2 separate regions of the Mus musculus genome follow, and region 1 is linked to region 2. Evidence: chromatin contacts called from public HiChIP or PLAC-seq data. All regions are on one chromosome and are shown on one strand. Each heading gives the region's core, a stretch centred on a gene start, on an enhancer-like site or on the middle of the called end of the contact. The rest is flanking DNA. Distances are from core to core; before and after follow the strand shown. Region 1 holds the start of 4833411C07Rik (RIKEN cDNA 4833411C07 gene). Region 2 overlaps Gm32540 (a long non-coding RNA gene).

Region 1 (5,779 bases), core at 3,013-5,512, 42 kb after region 2:
CTTATGACCAGGTGAAGAGACAACTGGAAACGATTGAGTCTTTCCTAACTCAGTGTCTGAGTTTTCCTTCCTTCCTTCCTTCCTTCCTTCCTTCCTTCCTTCCTTCCTTCCTTCCTTCCTTCTTTCCTTTCTTTCTTCCTTTTTTTTGTTTTTTTTTTTTGTTTTTTTGGTTTTTTGGGTTTTCAAGACAGGGTTTCTCTGTGTATCCCTGGCTGTCCTGGAACTCACCCTGTAGACCAGGCTGGCCTCGAACTCAGGGATCCGCCTGCCTCTGCCTCCCAAGTGCTGGGATTAAAGACATGTGCCACCACTGCCCGGCCTGAGTCTTCTTTCTACCATAGATTTTAGTCTTTAGGAGTAACCACAGACATTGATTTCTCTTGGTTTTGCAAATGCACACACACGCATGCAGACATATGTGCACAACACATAGGCTTGGAGAGAGACTGCAAGCATCATAGCATTCATTCTTCTCAGGTTTCACTCCCACTTCCATGTGGATACTCACTGAAGTTTGATGCTGACTGCCTGGCTGGTCTGGCTGGAGAGCATAACGCCCCTGAGAATAGTGAGCCCATCACTACCCAGTGGTGACTTTGTTTCGTATTCACGGTGACTTCTAGGTGCAGGGTATGTCTTCCGCCCATTTTGAAATGACAAGTTGTGTCCCTGACATCTGACCCTGAGTCACGTCACACCAATCACCATCACTTCCTTCTCTGCCTCTCCATTGGCTTTTCCTTCTCTTCCTATGGTATGGACCCCGCCTCTCCTTCTTCCTAAAGTCATTCAACCTTCACTGGCTTGGTCCTATGTGCCTAGGAAGAAATCATTAGAAAACCATAAAGGCAGTGCCTTTCTCTGGAAGATACTGAGAGAAGCACCCGTTTTCACCTGATCATGAATTTATACGTCCACCTCATTCTCTGCACAGCCCATCATGGAGATTCTCCAGCCGTTTCTTGTTCCCTGGAGTCATTAAACTACCCCAAACCCTTCCATTCTGGATGTCCCTTGATTTGCATCCTTCACACACCATGTCTTTAAACCCTGACCTTTTCTCAGATCTCACTTCTCATGGCTCTACACTTAACTACTACTTTTCTTTTGGTCATTTTTCTTCTAATGTGTTTTACGCAATATTCTATGTTCTTCACTCTCCACCACCGTCAACACTGCTGACTTGGCTGTAAGTGAGGTGGGAGGCGTGACAGATCTGTTAGCAGGCCTACGTGTCTTACCATTCCAGAAGGTTCCTGGACTATTGTCACAATGAAGTGGGGGCAAAAGGGTTGTGTGGCCACAGAACATTGTCAAGAGATGAGCCAGATGTGCAGCCTGCTGAGCCCCTCATATGAAAATCAGAACTATCCACAACACCAGCATGTTAGGAGCAGGGCTGAACTGGCCCCTGTCATCCCAGAAATAAGCCAGTTGCAGAAAGCAGGAGTGAACTTAGGGGGAGATACAGAAGCAACCACTGAGGGCTGGGTTATATAAGGATCAGGATCTATGACGCAGAACCTTAAGTTGGGAGAGGTTGAGCTATAGGTGGTCATAACACATGAAATGGAAAATACCACTGGGATCCAAATGCCTCCCTAGGTACAGGGTCTGGGGCAAGGCCATACTGAAGCCAGTGCTCCATGGAAGCCAAGCTGGGTGGGTCTGATCCTACTCTGTGTGCACAACAGGCATTGCTGGAGTGGGTCTCCTTCAGAAAAGTAAAGGAAAAACAAGCCATCTGAAGGCCTTCAGCATTCTCTCCTTCCCCTTTGGATAAAAAGAATAATGTCCCTTAGCATTTCAAAACAAACATCTTAGACAGAAGTCTTTACATTGTAGGGCTCCAATCTTTTTACTCCACAAACTCCATATTTTAGAAAACCTCTCAAGCCTGCAACATACATTTTACCTTGTCTATGACTTTTCCCAGCTCATCCCAACCCTGGCCAGCATTAGAATCAGTCCGTGCCTCTTCCCCATGAGGGCTTCCTGGATCAAGCACTGCCCACTGCGTCTCCCTCATCTGAATTCCCACAGCAGCCTTCCCTGAATAATTCATCTCCTAGTTAATCATGCGTGCCTTGCATTGCAATAATTGCCTGTTTCAAGTCTGTCTTTAACTTCTCCTGTGATTATGGCCACACTGTCCATGAGAGCCGCGCAGACCAGACTTTGCATAGCTCTCTATCTCCTACAACTCTTAAGGATAAGTGGATTACATCTCCAGAAATAGCTCGCTGTGGCTCTGACAGTGGTCTACTGTCCTTTCTAAGGCCCATGTGAGCGTGACACACTGTCAGAGCCACCATGTCTCACAGTAGTTATCCCATGAAGAACATTTGCCCTCATGACTGTTGTGCCTGAGGATGCTGCCTGATGAGCAGTAAGCGGGGGCGGGGGCAGGGGGGACAGACTTCTTGGCCAAAGTTAAAATGTGTACAGACAAGTAAGAAGGCAATATATGTGGGGGAAATATACCAAATGATTCTTTTCCATTGTTTTTCCTTTTAGTCTGTATTTAAAGGGTTTTTATAAAGAATAAATACTGTCATTTATTTAGCATGCATTTAAATCACTAAATTGATGTGTGTATGTGTGTATGTGTGCACTTGCATGTGTATGTGCATGTGTGTGTGTGTGTACTCATGTGTGTGTGTGCATGTGTGTGAGTGTATGAACATGTGTATGCACATGCGTGTGTGTATGCATGCACATGTATGTGCATGTGTGTGAGCATGTGAGTGCACATGCATGTGTGTTTGCATGCACACATGTGTGTGCATGTGTGTGGGTGTGTGAGCATGTGTGTGCACGTGTATGTGTGTGTGCATGTGGAGGGGTGGGGTTTGTATTTTTTTCTTACATAATTTTAGGAGCCTTGAACAATTAATTGGTCCACTCCAGGTAGTGAGAACACACAACAGCTTGTCACCAATTCTTCCTTCCTTTCTTTAAGCTATGAAGGCTGAGGTGAAAGGGTACCTCGTAGACGGGGCCAATGGCAGAAGGCAGACTAGGGTTTCATTGCTTTCCTCCTCGCCCCACACTGAGACAGAGCAGCTTTTGCTCACCTCTGCCCCCAAACTCCCAGGAGAGTTATAAGTCCTGGGTAATGTGGCTGTCCAAGTATGAGAGATGTCAGTCATACAGCTCCAGAAAAGGGATCATGAGGTGGCCTAGATCTCCTGTGTGGCCTATCACCTTGTCTTAAATCTCTCTCTTGTTTTGTTTTGTTTTGTTTTGTTTTGTTTTGTTTTCGAGACAGGGTTTCTCGGTGTAGCCACCACCACGGCTTAAATCTCTTACTGAGCCGAAGAAGTGTGTGTTCCTCCGAGTGGTGCAGAGTCAACTGTTTCTTCTGCCTGATGTATTCTCAGGACGGGGACTTGTGGGCTTCAAGGAAACCCATCCAAGCAGGGTGCTGTGGACCACAGCAGGAGGTCAGACAGGCTAAGCTGCCTGTGCCCCCTCCCCCAAGAGGCTGTGGGTTCCAAAGTCTGGGTTCCCAGAGGCGTGATGACAAAAGGCAGCTGTGGTCCTTTGGGTTTCTGAAAGTGTTCCTTCCTGGTAGAGAAAAACAAGGACATATTGACAGACTAGTTCTTTTCATAGCCTGATAGCAGTCTGTGCTGTTCAGACGCAAAGGAAACACAGGGTACCAGCTCACTGTGCTTCGCATTAGCGTTCCCAGGACTCCGGCTCCTGGGGGAGAGAGTGCTCAGATGGGCCAAGGCTGGGGGTGGGGACCAAAGACACTGCTTCCCTTCATTTATTGTTTAACACCGTCAACCACCCACGTGTTTTGTTTGGTTTGTTTTGATTCTCTCCTATTGTTGACCTGGACTTCCTTTCCCCATGATGTCTTTCATGTCCCCCGCCACGTGTGTGTGTCCTCCGTGCCCCCACCCCCACCCCCGAGTGTAAGCTCCTAGGTTTGTAATCTTGGAAGCATCATTTATTTTTCCAGACACTTTGGGAGGAGGAAGGCTAGGTGGGGTCAGGAGCTTGTTTACTGTATGACCTCCCCTCCCCTCCCCTTGCTCGCCTGTCCTCCCTCAGCTCAACCCTGGCTGGTTTGTTTTCAGTGGGATTTTCACTCGCTAGCTGCAAGGTCAGCGCAATGAATCTGGATTGCGCAATAGGTCCCCACAAACACCGAAAAAGCAACGGTCTGACATGTTTGTTTGTTTGGTCCGGCCGTGATTATGTAACTGCCTCTGTTTTCTCTGTGCACTGGTGTCCCTATCCAAGTCTCCAGAAATAGGACAGCAGCCATTCCAGGTAGCAGGGGAATGGCCCTTCCTCACTTTCTGACGATTTTTTTTTACGCTCTTCTGTCTTTGGGGAAAGCGGCAGGCTAAGGAAAACCGGGAAGCCACGCAGACCTCTGCCTGTGACACAGCACGTGGGCTGGCCTCTGGCAACTGACAGAGGGAACATTGCTGCTGATGCGAAGAAAAGTCATCAGAGATTCTAAAAAATAACGGTAAATATAGTGAGTCTTGTTTGGTTTTAATTATAGCTGATTGGTGGTCTGTTTCTAGAAAAAAATAAATCAGTCTGTTAGCTATTACTAACTTTCCTTATTCACTCCCACAGACTATGGCGGATAAGCAAGGAGGGACAGGAGGTGACCAAGGCCACAGTGGGGAGAGACCTAGCAGAGAGAGCACCCACCTCAATCAGGCCACAGCCGGGACGGAGGTTCTGAGCCACGTCTCCTGAGTTCATTTACTCGGTGGAAGTCAATCTTAATTGTCAATTCGATGAGATTTTTAATCGCCATGGAAACAGACCTCTGAGCATGTCACGGAGACAGTTTCTATATCAGGTTAATCGAGGTGAGAAGATCCATGCTCAGTATGGGTATCAGACGAGAAAGAAAGAAAGAAAGAAAGAAAGAGAGAGAGAGAGAGAGAGGAGGGAGGGAGGGAGGGAGGGAGGGAGGGAGGGAGGGAGGGAGGGAGGGGAGGGGAGGGGAGGGGAGGGGAGGGGAGGGGAGGGGAGGGGAGGGGAGGGGAGGGGAGGGGAGGGGGGGAGGGGAGGGGAGGAGGGGAGGGGAGGGGAGAGGAGAGGAGAGGAGAGGAGAGGAGGAAGAAAGGAAGGAAGGAAGGAAGGAAGGAAGGAAGGAAGGAAGAAAGAGAGAGAGAGAGAGAAAGAGAGAGAGAGAGAAAGAAAGAGAGAGAGAAAGAAAGAAAGAGAGAAAGAAGGAAGACTTCCCTGGTTTCTTACTGTGCATGCAGCTTATAGCTGCCTCACCTCACCGGGCCCAGGAGCTATTCACCAGCGTGGACTGACTCTGAAACTGTCAACCACAGCAAATCTTTGCTTCCTAAAGTTGCTTCGCCAGGCAGTTTGTCCAAGTATCAAGGCAAGAACCTTATAAACCCTACCAGAAAGATTCTCCTGTGAGGTCTGGAAAGTACCATGGTCAGCTGGTGGAACTTCTCAAATAACCAGAAACCCAACTCAAAGAGAACTTCCTTGAGACATGAAACTGGAAGAAATTTGCAGACAAATGAACCATGTGCTGTGATAAAGGGTTAGGTGCACACAAATGTGCTTCCAAGTTCCTTGTGGGAAGTCGAGAGCTTTGAGCGGTCCGAAGACTGCCCACAAAACAGTCTCACTGCACTGGGTGGTGCAGGGGTGGAGGGGGTGGGGCCACAGCTACTCTGGCAGAGATAGAGGAAGCTGCATCTCAAATTCTGGAGGGCTCAAGGCAGCTTGGGCCTGACCCAAGGTAGGTCCTCTAAATTAAATGCCTACTTCC
Region 2 (5,706 bases), core at 2,113-4,612:
TCTCAACTCCTGTGGCCTTGGCTGTGCTGACTCAGTGAGGAGGGACTGCAGCTCTGCCCTGTGACCTTACAATCTACCCCAGGGTTGGAACCTGAGCTTTGGCCACGTTGAGCAACAGAAAGAAAACTGAAAAACAAAATTCTGTGACTAAGGCTTTGAGCTCTGTCCCCCCCACCCCCACCCCCGATGCAACAACCCAATGACCCAGCTGAAACTGCAGGATAAAACCAGCAGCCCTCTGTCTTACACTCTCCCTTCCCCCAATCCTGTCCTGGCGGGTTCTGGAGAGCAGAGGTCAGACTGCCAAGTAGAAGGAACTGGAAGTGGGTTTCTAATACCTTGCTACCAGTTCCTAACAAGACCCTGCTTAGTAGGGTCAGTGGTCCCCAGCTCTTGTAAAGCACACTTTTTGTTTTTTGTTTTTCGAGGCAGGGTTTCTCTGTGTAGCCCTGGCTGTCCTGAACTCATTCTGTAGACCAGGCTGGTCTCAAACTCAGAAATCCACTTGCCTCTGCCTCCCAAGTGCTGGGATTAAAGACGTGCGCCACCACCGCCCAGCTAGCATTCTCTTTTTCTGTTGAACTCTGAGCATACGTCACACACTGGTCCTGTGCCACATGTGATCACCAGGTCTCTGTTCCCTGTTCTTCTCTGGCCCCTTCTCATCTCCCTGACATTGTTCTCTTGTTCTCTGTTCTCAACTTGAGTTTTCTCAGCCCCCCCCTCCTCCTCCACCTTCTCTCCCCCCCCTCCACAATTCTTTTTTTCTTGATCTGTCCTGTGTTCTCTACATAAGTAAATTTAAGAAAAGTAAATAAAATAAGATCAAATATTGAGCCAAATTTATCTCAGTCTGAAACTGTTGTAGCATCTCCACAATGTTACCCACTAAGAAGTGACGAACAAGACTCTGCTTCCTTATGTAACGTCGCTAACAGAATTATATATAATTATGTATTAGGTGAAATTATATATAATACTATATGCAATTTTCTGCCAAAGATCTTCACTGGGGAAAAAAATAAGCCTATCCTAAAATAAACACATACACATAGAGGAGTCAAAAGAGAAGAAGGCAAGAGAAGAGGAGACGAGGGGGAAAGGCAGAAGCAGCAGAATCTATCGGCTTGGATGCACACTTCAAAGCAAATATTCTACCACTGAGTCACAGGCCCAGCCCTTGTTTTTTTGAGACAGTGTCTCACTGGCCTCCAACTCAAGATTCTCCTGCCCCAACCTGTCAGTCCTAGAATTGCAGAGTGCACCAGCATACCAGGCTAGCTCTCAGAGACTCCATATATAGGAGTCTGATAGGTGGCTCCGTGGATAAGATCTTTGGTTTTGCAAGCAAAGTCTGAGTTCAAGTCTCCAGCACTCATGTAAAACTCCAGGCATGGCTGCCTGTGCCTACAACCCCAGGATTAGGTGGGGATGAAAACAGGTGAATTCCAAGAGCTTGCTAGCCAGCCAGCATTGGCCCAGTTGTGCTTTGAGGAAACAGGGAGTCTAATCCACTCCATCTGGTAAAGATGTGAAGTCAGAGAAAGAACAGAAAGTGTCCCACATCAGTTGGGTGTGCTTGGATGAACATGTTATGTGAAGCAGGAAGCTGCCAGTGCCCTGTCTTGTCTGACTGTATTTCTCACAGTCTCCTTAAGCAGCGGCTTCATGAGCTAAGGGTGAACCAACAGGTCTGTTTATGAAAAATCTGCTCCTAGGCCCATCCAGGGGCCTCTATGGCTTTTTGCCGTCTAATAATTGGACTGCAGATACGCGAACATAGGAAATCAGGAGGCCGGCAGAGTTCCCACCTATGGAGGAATTAATGCAGACAGCAGGGTACTCGATCCGTGCTTTCTAGTAATCCCTTCAAATCTGCATTTCTTCCAGAAGGCTTTTTATTTCAAAACCCATTTTAAAAGTCAATGATCATTAAGCATGCAGAGACGTGAGTGGGTTTCCGCTCTGTATTTCATTTGACTTGCTTCCAAATTGCTGTCCCTTCATTCGAGGTTTCCGTGTGTGTGTGGGGGGGGGGGGAGCATTGGAAGTTAAATGAACCTTTCTCTGGGTCTTAGAGACCTTTCTCTGAGTCTTAGAGACACCTGAACCCAGTGGAGACCTGTTTTCCTGCCATGCGGCTTCTACAAGGCCGGAATCCCCCTGCCCCACATTCCTGAGAGAGCTAGCTACTAGATACTAGTGTTTCACAGACCCACAGCCCTACCTGGGCTCTCTGGAATCTGTAGGTATGGCATAATACTAATGTTCTTCTCTGACACCATCTGTTGTCCCTTCTCCAGGAAAAAAGTCCCTGCCTGTCTGTATACTCCTGTGGCTGTGAATGGATCAGATCACACCTGCCTCCTCCCTTTGTTCTTTCCCTTGATCCTCTAGGGTAAAGAGAACCAGTTGGCAGCTTGGCAAGGTGACTCTTTTATAAGGGCATGTCCTGAGGTAGCACACGGCCTCTTCCTGGCCAGGGTAACTGCTGGTACAGGATAGAACGTCTTGGTGCTTGGCCTCCGGAGTCGCCATTCATTACACAGTCTTTATCTTTGTGCATATCCTGGAACAATACTCTTAAATAAATACTCTCAGGGCCATTTTTTTTCTTCTGTGGGTATTTACTTTGTGTTTCCATGATCTCAATGGGACCCAGAAATGAAGGAGACGGGAGGTTTAGCAAATAAGCATTTGCCACTGTCTACGCACAAGGGGACAACTGTGAGGGACGGTGTTTTGTTTTCCAAGGGAGGCACGTCATTGATACGACACAGCCCATGTGTATGAGCACACGGCGGCTTGGAAGTTTCCATTTGACCCCGAGTGACAGATAAGCCTATATCGAGTGAGCAGAGGCAAGCTGGGCTGGAGGGCAGGAGGCCTTGGCACTGAGCAGCCTCTGCCCCCTGAGGCTTGGTCACGCCTTTTGACTGTCCGGGCTTTTAAGAGCACTATGCAATCAGGGAAGACTCCAGGATTTCATGCCTGATACTCTGAATGGTTGTGTGTTTAATGAGATTCTGTCACCTGAATTCTGTAGTCTGAAAAAAAAAAATGAAAATTATAGTCTAGTTTGAAAATCTGCTTCTTTTCACCATGGCCTATTTGCCACCACAATTTCAGTGGCATTGGCAGATTTTGTTTTATTTTATTTTATTTCATTTTTACATCTGGGTATATGAAAGCTTAGCTGGGGAAGTCTCCACAAATGAAAGTACAGCAGTCATAGATGGGTATCTACTAGAGATCTACCCACGTTCATCAGTGAAAACCCAACTGCCAATCCTAAGTTCGTCTCCCTCTGCTCATCCTTGTTAGCTAGAAGCACAAAGGTCCACTCACCACAAGCCAGGTTCCCATGAGAACCTGCCAAGAGGAACCATGAAAGAGGAAGAGGAAGTCCAAGCTCCCCAAGGCCATTGTGTTTATTTGTTCCAAAGCTAGACTGGCCTCATTCATACCTTAGGACAGCGGGTGTGTTCTTGTATGATGCCCAGAGGATGATGGGACATTTTTCCAGGGGCCTGGGAGAGAGTGGACCTATTTCTTTGTTTCTTTTATTTAAAAAAGCAGGCAACATCCAGATCCTACATCAACGAATCTGTCTCTCCCTTGCATCTTTCCAGACTGGCCTACGATAGAGGCAAGCCAGGGGAACTCCTACCTAGCCAGACAAATCTGGCCTCCTCAGAACCTGAAGGAACCCAGGGCATTTGCCCAAGGGCCCTACCTACTCCTTCTCAGGTAAAGGAGCACAGCTCACAGAGCTGAGAGACCTTTCAAATTTGAACACTGGGACTTATGGGCAAGCTGCAATGGCAGCGCAACCACCTGGTAGATCAGGGGTTGGCTTATCCTCTCTTTGTCCCAAAGGGTCGCAGGAATCACCTTTTAAAAAAAATGGATATTTTCTTTATTTACATTTCAAATGTTTTCCCCTTTCCAGGCCTCCCTTCTGAAACCCCCATCCCATCTCTCCTCCCCCTACCTCTATGAGGATGCTCCCCCACCCACCCACCTACTCCTAGCTTCCTGCACTGGCATTCCTCTACACCCTTAGGACCCCTCTTCCCATTGATGTCCAACAAAGCCATTCTCTGCCACACATGCAGCCAGCTCCATGGGTCCCTCCATGTGTATTCTTTGTTTGGTGGTCCAGTCCCGGGGTCTGGGGGGATGGGGCAGGTCTGGCCGGTTGACACTGTTGCTCCCTCCATGTGACTGCAAACCCCCTCAGCTCCTTCAGTCCCTTCTTCAACTCCTCCATCGGGGAACCCTACGCTCAGTCCAATGGTTGGCTGCAAGCTTCCACCTCTGTATTTGTCAGGCTCTGGCAGATTCTCTCAGGAGGCAGCCATATCAAGTTTCCATTAGCAAGCACTTCCCAGCATCCACAATACCATCTGTATTCTACACCAAGCTGGGCGAGAAGCAGAGCAGAGGTGCTATAGACATCTGTAGACCCAGAACCTGGGAAGCCAACATAGAAGGATCCAGAGGGTGATGCCAGCAAGAAAGTGTCTTAAAATTTTTGAGAACAATCTCTGAGCAAAGAAGGTAACATATCTGAGGCCTAGAATTCCAGTCTTTAGCCCTGGAGGTCAATGGGACTATAGTAGACACAGCACTCCTTTGTAATGTCCAGACTGAGTAAAACCCTCAGACGTATAGGGTGGGTTTGATTTTCCAAAGGAGCACATTGTGTGGATCTTTGTGGGCATGTGTGTGCATGCATATGAAGGCCAGAGGTCAGCCTCAGGTAGCACCCCTTGGGATCTGGCTACCTTGTCTCTCTTGGAGGACCTGAAGCTCACTGATTAGGCTATAGTGGTTGGCCGGTGAGCTTAAGGGACCTGCCTGTCTCTGCTTCCCCAGTGCTGGGATTTCAAGACTGTACCACCACCCCTGGCTTTTTATGTGGGTCCTGGATATTGAAGATGAATCCCCGTGCTTACGTAACTTCACTGACAGCTGTCTTCCCAGCTGCGGGTATTTTGATCCCAGTCAAGTGCGCAGGGTCAGTTATTAGGTTGTGCAATAGTGCTTTCTAATGCTAAAGGCAATGGATGTGTAGGAGGGGCAAGCAGAGCTACCAGTAGTGACAGCAGCATCCTCAGAGAAGATTTAGGAGCTTCCGAAGCTCACTCCTCTGTAATTACCATCCATTTCATTTAACGACACTGCCGATGTCCTGTAAAACACGAAGCATAGAAATGCCACCTGCAACAAACCCCCCACGACCAAGTACACAAGAGAAACAGGCAAAATTCATACCCAAGAAGAGCGATTTCCTATAAAACCTGACAGTTGGGTGCAGGTGTCACCTGGGCTGGACTAGGAAGTGACTACTGGTAGGGCATCCCTTCTGAATGGACCTGTGAGGAGCTTCAAGAGAAGATGAGGCTGTGAGTCAGTGGACAGTGTGGAAGAGAGCCGTCCTCAGGGTGGGCAGGCACCATGGGAGGGCAGATGAGGCTGTGAGTCAGTGGACAGTGTGGAAGAGAGCCGTCCTCAGGGTGGGCAGACACCATGGGAGGGCAGATGAGGCTGTGAGTCAGTGGACAGTGTGGAAGAGAGCCGTCCTCAGGGTGGGCAGGCACCATGGGAGGGCAGATGAGGCTGTGAGTCAGTGGACAGTGTGGAAGAGAGCCGTCCTCAGGGTGGGCAGGCACCATGGGAGGGCAGATGAGGCTGTGAGTC

What was found. HiChIP or PLAC-seq counts read pairs in DNA pulled down with a chosen protein or histone mark.
Region 1: a contact with region 2 is called in an H3K4me3 HiChIP or PLAC-seq map of microglia, with 4 times the contacts expected there. The contact joins the promoter of 4833411C07Rik here to the enhancer-like site in region 2. A contact is called at or near these places in 1 of 39 promoter capture datasets (the C10 cell line), 8 of 484 Hi-C or Micro-C datasets (the C10 cell line, the G1E-ER4 cell line, bone marrow-derived macrophages and 3 more) and 6 of 115 datasets of contacts at active chromatin or transcription factors (bone marrow-derived macrophages, double positive thymocytes, embryonic stem cells and 2 more).

What each region holds. Positions count from the first base shown.
Region 1 is chr8:10,895,660-10,901,438 of GRCm38.p6, forward strand. It overlaps 4833411C07Rik (RIKEN cDNA 4833411C07 gene), which reads left to right and starts at 4,263. Exons shown (of 3, transcript NR_102285.1): 1 at 4,263-4,492; 2 at 4,606-4,847. It overlaps Gm2814 (predicted gene 2814), which reads right to left and starts at 4,892. Exons shown (of 2, transcript NR_166616.1): 1 at 4,684-4,892; 2 at 2,510-3,570.
Region 2 is chr8:10,854,694-10,860,399 of GRCm38.p6, forward strand. It overlaps Gm32540 (a long non-coding RNA gene), which reads right to left. Exons shown (of 3, transcript XR_870139.3): 3 at 1,027-3,047. It overlaps Gm39130 (a long non-coding RNA gene), which reads left to right. Exons shown (of 3, transcript XR_870135.2): 3 at 1-454. Among named protein-coding and RNA genes, the nearest start is that of Gm39130, 7.3 kb to the left of the region's middle. Within about 2 kb of position 3,363, at least 26 of the 459 cell types and tissues checked have an H3K27ac peak or open chromatin away from gene starts, as enhancers often do. A contact at or near this core is called in bone marrow-derived macrophages, liver and microglia, where this site is marked.